2 separate regions of the Mus musculus genome follow, and region 1 is linked to region 2. Evidence: chromatin contacts called from public HiCAR-type data. All regions are on one chromosome and are shown on one strand. The core of a region is the stretch at or near the end of the contact, and the rest is flanking DNA. Distances in the headings are between cores, read along the strand shown. Region 1 overlaps Kcnma1 (potassium large conductance calcium-activated channel, subfamily M, alpha member 1). Region 2 overlaps Lrmda (leucine rich melanocyte differentiation associated).

Region 1 (2,700 bases), core at 139-2,638, 680 kb before region 2:
TTTACTGTTTCTCAAGAGATCTTTTCCAGAACACTTATCTCCTCTTGTCCTCCTCATTGCTCTCTGGCCATTATTCAATTGGTCACTTTGCTCTTCAAGTTTGACTGTTAAAACTGGATCAAATCCTGTGGAATGAACATGGCCTATTCTTATAGAATAAAGAGTCGTTTCCCTTTGCTCTGGAGACTATAACAAGCAAGCTTTGGCTTTCTGTGTCTTGTATCCCATGGCCTCTAATAGAGGTTTGAGTTAACTATACACTTAACTGCTGCGCCCTGCTCTCTCCTTCTCTCTCTCTCTCTCTCTCTCTCTCTCTCTCTCTCTCTCTCTCTCTCTCTCTCTCATACACTCTCTTAGATCCATCTTCTTGTTTCAAACCTATATAGTCAATATTTTTGAATGTAAGTGTTGACCCTGACATCTAGATCTTCTAACTCTCTTCTCTTATTATTGTTATTTGTAAATCCCCAAACACTAGAGAACTTCCCGAATTTCAGTTTTTTCCCTCACTCTGCCATGTACAACTCTCCACTGCATGCCACTGGCAAATAATTGTGTGAGCACACCTCAGGGCCTGGGAGTTGGGCTCTGACCTAATTTTGCCATAAGAGAGTCCATCTGAGAGAGATTGTAGGATGTCTTTATCTTTGCTGCACAGTGGCCTCCAGGGAAGCAGCATTTCCTCTCACATGTAGAGGTACAGGTTCTCCAACTCTACCCCAGATCTACTCAGTTAGAAACTTAGGATGGTGGGGGCTAGCAACCTGTAGTTTTTGTACACATTGCAGGGTATGCAGAAACCCACTCAAGTTTGGGACATCCCTAATCTAGATTATTGAGAAGGCAGGAAAAAAATGCAAGAGCACACAGACACACAGGCATCTGGCAATCTGAGATACTTGAGAGCCACTTTAAAAACAAGCTAACTTGACTTCTTAATGCTGGGGGCTGGTGTGTCTCACAAGAGAAAAATCCCCTCTGGGGTGAATCTGGCTAAACAGCAAACTTGAGAGGAGGATGTGGGCCTGGTGAGTGTAGAAGCAATGTTGCCAAGAAGCCCAAGTCTGATGAACCAGAAGAATAGAACAGTCCTTAGACCCAGGAAGAGGGAAGAAAGGAAAAGTTTGGATGACCCGGTGTTTTTGGACTATGCAGCAATTCCAAGAAGAGATTTCAGACACTCAGACATGGAGCAGAACAGGGTCTCATACCTCTTGTTATTCCCACAGGCCCATCTGCTCAACATCCCCAGCTGGAACTGGAAAGAGGGTGATGACGCAATATGCCTTGCAGAGCTCAAGTTGGGTTTCATAGCCCAGAGCTGTCTGGCTCAAGGCCTCTCCACAATGCTTGCCAATCTCTTCTCTATGAGGTCATTCATAAAGGTAACGTCTTGTCTTATTAGAGCACATTAGCCTAGGATTCCATTTGTCGTGGGGTTGAGTACAGCACAGCTTAAACTCAAAACAGAACGACGGGCTTTAACTTCTCTGGTTGAGAAGAAATTCCTTGTTACAGATTTGGGAAAGAGGCCAGCTCCTTTCAAAATTATGTTTTTATTTTTATTTGGCACATCCGTGGCCATTAAATGATTGTTCAAAGCACAATCCTCTCTCTCTCTCTCTTTTTTTTTAGATAAACCACATGTTTATCTATCAACAAAGCCTCCGCTGTTAAAACAAAAATATGATTTATATACATTCCATATGGCACCAGAGTGCCTAAAGAAAAGAATTATCATTTTCCTCTTTTATATCAAGTGGCTGGTGGACCTCTCACTGTGTGGATAAATGCAGACCATGTGTTTGTGCCGAAGCCCAAACCCCAACAACATAATTCATTTATTTACTTCTGCACAATCAAGGAGGCCAGTAAGGCTGACATGCCGTGGCTATTTGAATGGAGAAAGAAAAGATGAACTGAGTCTTTACCCCAAGAGACGTGCAGTCTGGATGTGTTCATCTCCATGTCAGAGCTCTCTGGGCAGCCACTCCCAGTCTCCAGATGGCTGCTGGACCAACTAGTAGGGGGAAGAGAATGAACCTATCCAGTTCTCTAGGACCCAGGGCCTTGAGTGCCTCTGCATCTAGGTACCTGACCAAGCAAATTTTCTGGAGTGTGGGTTTAGGCAGTCAAGGTGGCATACTACATTGGTGAATTGTGTTACTTAGAGCTAGAATGTGACTGTTAGATCTTTACTTTTGTATCAATGCCATTGGCATTGCTTAACCAATAGTAATTGGCACTGTAGTTCTCATAGTATGACTTAGAGAATAACTCCTGTTGGACCCTGCTTGTCATCTTTGTAGCAGCGTTCATAGTGAACGACAACTTGATTGAAAATACATTCTCTCATGCTTACTCCGTGCCCATAGTCCTCAGCTCAACAGAACTTCAAGTTCAAACGCAGTTACAAATAAAGTTACTGCGTGCCTCTAGATGTCTTCTTTAATCCAGTCTCTTTGTGTCCTGCATAGATGAAACTGAATGCAGGCGAAATGGGAGTCACAGGGAGGTCTGTGTGGCTGTGTTTAGCGATGGGACACCAAAGCCAGATGTAGCCATGTGTCTCCCAGGACTTGTCTGTTCAATCCAAGGAGGCCAGACCTAGGATAACGAACTGTCACCAGGAGAACCGCGCTGGCTCTTTCTGTGGAGCCCTGGTGGTTTTCTTCCAGCAGAGGTTTGCTCACAGGACCC
Region 2 (2,700 bases), core at 157-2,656:
CTTTTCAAGAGTAGCAAGTGCTCTCCACACTGAGCTGTCTTGCCAGGCCAACCTGAAATTGTTAACCCAATCTTTATATGAGGAAGGAAAATCTTAAAGGTTCCATTTAAATGTGAATGTGGCTGGGTATAGTGGCTCCTGCTTACAAACCCAACTTTGGTAAAGTTTTGGAAGGGGGTTGTTAAAAGTTCAAGGCTAGTCTTAGCTACAGAGTGAGTTCTATGTGAAAAGACTTATCACCGTGGGTGGTGGTGACTCAGCTCAGTGGGTAAAGGTGCTGGCTGTTGAGCTAGACACACTGAATTCAATATCCAGAGGGACCCTCATGGTGGGAGGAGAGAACTCACTGCTACAAGTTGTTTTCTGGTCCAGGTGTACACAGCAAGATACATGTTCAAACATGTACATCACACACACACACACACACACACACACACACACACACACACACACAGCCACATGCACCAATGAATACAATTTTTTAAGAATTAAAAACTTATTATCCAGACACTTACACATCAGTGCTTGCTGTGGCATTACTCACAGTAGCTAAGTTATGGGAACTACCTATCTGTCCAACAGCAGAGGAACAGAGGAAGAAAGCATGGAGCACTTGCACAATGGAACATTTCAAGCCATTAAAAAAGGATGAAGTTACACCATTAACCGGGAAATGGATGCAACTGAAGTAGCTACAGTAAGTGAATAAGTCAGCCTCAGAAAGATACGTACTGCATGTTTTCTCTTCTTTGTGGATCGCAAGGTTTGTAAAGATACAGACAATCATATATGTACAGATGGTGTGCAAGTACAAGAGAAACTCACTAGTGCAACAGACCAAGGGGAGGATCGATGTGAGAAAGGGGGTGTGCTCAGTGTGCGTCATCCACTTCCACAGAAATGGCCTATGTGACACAGAACTAAGTGCAATAAAAAATAACCACATGAATTTAAAATAAAAAAAGTGACTAAGGTACAAGGCATCTTTGCTTGAGTGTCCGACTAGTTAGGAAACCATTACTACATACAGGACACTGCAAATAAACTGTCATGTTCGCTCTGTTATAAGGGGTTGCATAGGATATGTGTATGCTATGAGTAACACTGAGTTAGCCCAAATCCTGATCCAAAGATTGTGCGTTGCTTCACTCCTCGAAACACATCCCCAAGAACAGCAGGAGGATTAAGCTACATGACTGTTAGGTCCTTATTCACAGGTACCAGGGTTGAAGATGCACAAGAGGATCTCTAACTCTGAGACTGCAGATCCTTCACATATCGTCTCTCTATGAAGCAAGTGAGCTTCTAATTGTCCTCTTTTGTTTTAGCCAATCTTCTCAAGCCCCTGTCTTAAGCAAGGCCTGAAAGTCTGTTGATTTCACGTGTCCAAAGTAAACAGCTCTGCCTTTTCCCTTGGCTTCCTCTGTGAGCACGCGCCAGCATGACTACACATTCATCCAGAGTTTATTTCAATGTTAGTGGGAAACAAGCCGTTTCCCAGCTTAATGAATAGCATCAGTGTCTGCCTTTTAACCAAAAATGTGACCTTAAACTTGATGGATCTCACCAGAAGGCACATTTTCGAATTACTTTTCTATTGGAGGCTTATGAATATAGTTCCCCAAATTATTGTGACAGCTGTGGGGTAGTGGCTGTGTCTCAGACTCAGACGTCACAAAATGGGAGAGTCACTTCTGAACGAGGGAGGGGGGGTAAGCATGGGGAAGAAAGCAAGACCCATACCAGGGAGAGGAACACAAAATCCAACTCTTTCGAGCCTTGAGCAACAGATTAGTCCTGGGAGGTAGCTGAAACCTTGCCTTTTCTGTCACCGCCATTTTTGTTTCCAGATCATTCTAAATGGGGGCAGAGAAGGCTGAGCTCTTACAGACTCTCCAAGAGGACATCTGATATATCTTCCTTATTAAAGATGACAGGGTATAATTGATGGGCCTGGTGCCTAGCCAGTTCTAACTTTTTCTTTTTTTCCTTCTTTTTTAGAGAATGCTGTTTAATGCGCGGACATTATTTTTGGACTACTGAATGCCAGAAAATAATGAGCTGGCATTCAGCTTTGGTGAATAAGACTCTGAATTTTCATCTAAAAGCAGTTTTGAGTTATGGCTGTAGATAAGGTGTAACTGTGCAAGGGAATTTTATCCATGTTTCTCCCATGAATCATGAATGAGGGAAAAAATTACAGTCTAAATTGCACTTAAAAGGAATAAAGTCTTTTCATGTCATACATGATTTATCAAAATGATCTCATTTTAAGGGGACTGTGGTGTATCTTGATTAATCGCATTAGGACGCGTGATGAATGGCCTCTTTAATGGTAACACAGGATTTATTGGCAGCATCCCGACTGGAACCAGAAGGGTAAGAAGTAAAATATACAATAGATAGCTAATGTAGATACGGCATCAGTACTGCCCTGACTTGTTTTAAAGTTGTACCTGGAGATTCATTGTCAGGATATTCTGAAACCTGGCCTAGAAGGGGAAGCATGCCTCTCACACAAACTTAGGTCCCAAGGCAAAGCCAGGCTGCCTTCTGTAATGTATTGTATGGCTTATACCAATTCCTTTGCATTTCTATAAGGAGTCTGCGTAAATGGGTTAAACTTTGCACATTCCCAGTAGAGAGAGGGGGGACATTGCATTTGGGTAACAGCACCGCCCCCACCCCTACCCCCTGGCA

The links. HiCAR-type assays count read pairs that join an accessible place to other places.
Region 1: a HiCAR-type map of fibro-adipogenic progenitors shows a contact between it and region 2, with 2.9 times the contacts expected there. The contact joins two enhancer-like sites. A contact is called at or near these places in 1 of 484 Hi-C or Micro-C datasets (uterus) and 1 of 115 datasets of contacts at active chromatin or transcription factors (fibro-adipogenic progenitors).

What each region holds. Positions count from the first base shown.
Region 1 is chr14:23,493,224-23,495,923 of GRCm38.p6, reverse strand. It overlaps Kcnma1 (potassium large conductance calcium-activated channel, subfamily M, alpha member 1), which reads left to right. Exons shown (of 28, transcript NM_001253364.1): 14 at 1,230-1,385. Among named protein-coding and RNA genes, the nearest start is that of 5430425E15Rik, 16 kb to the left of the region's middle. Within about 2 kb of position 1,388, at least 40 of the 459 cell types and tissues checked have an H3K27ac peak or open chromatin away from gene starts, as enhancers often do. A contact at or near this core is called in fibro-adipogenic progenitors and uterus, where this site is marked.
Region 2 is chr14:22,813,902-22,816,601 of GRCm38.p6, reverse strand. The region is part of intron 5 of Lrmda (leucine rich melanocyte differentiation associated); the gene reads right to left. Among named protein-coding and RNA genes, the nearest start is that of Gm30926, 14 kb to the right of the region's middle. Within about 2 kb of position 1,406, at least 63 of the 459 cell types and tissues checked have an H3K27ac peak or open chromatin away from gene starts, as enhancers often do. A contact at or near this core is called in fibro-adipogenic progenitors and uterus, where this site is marked.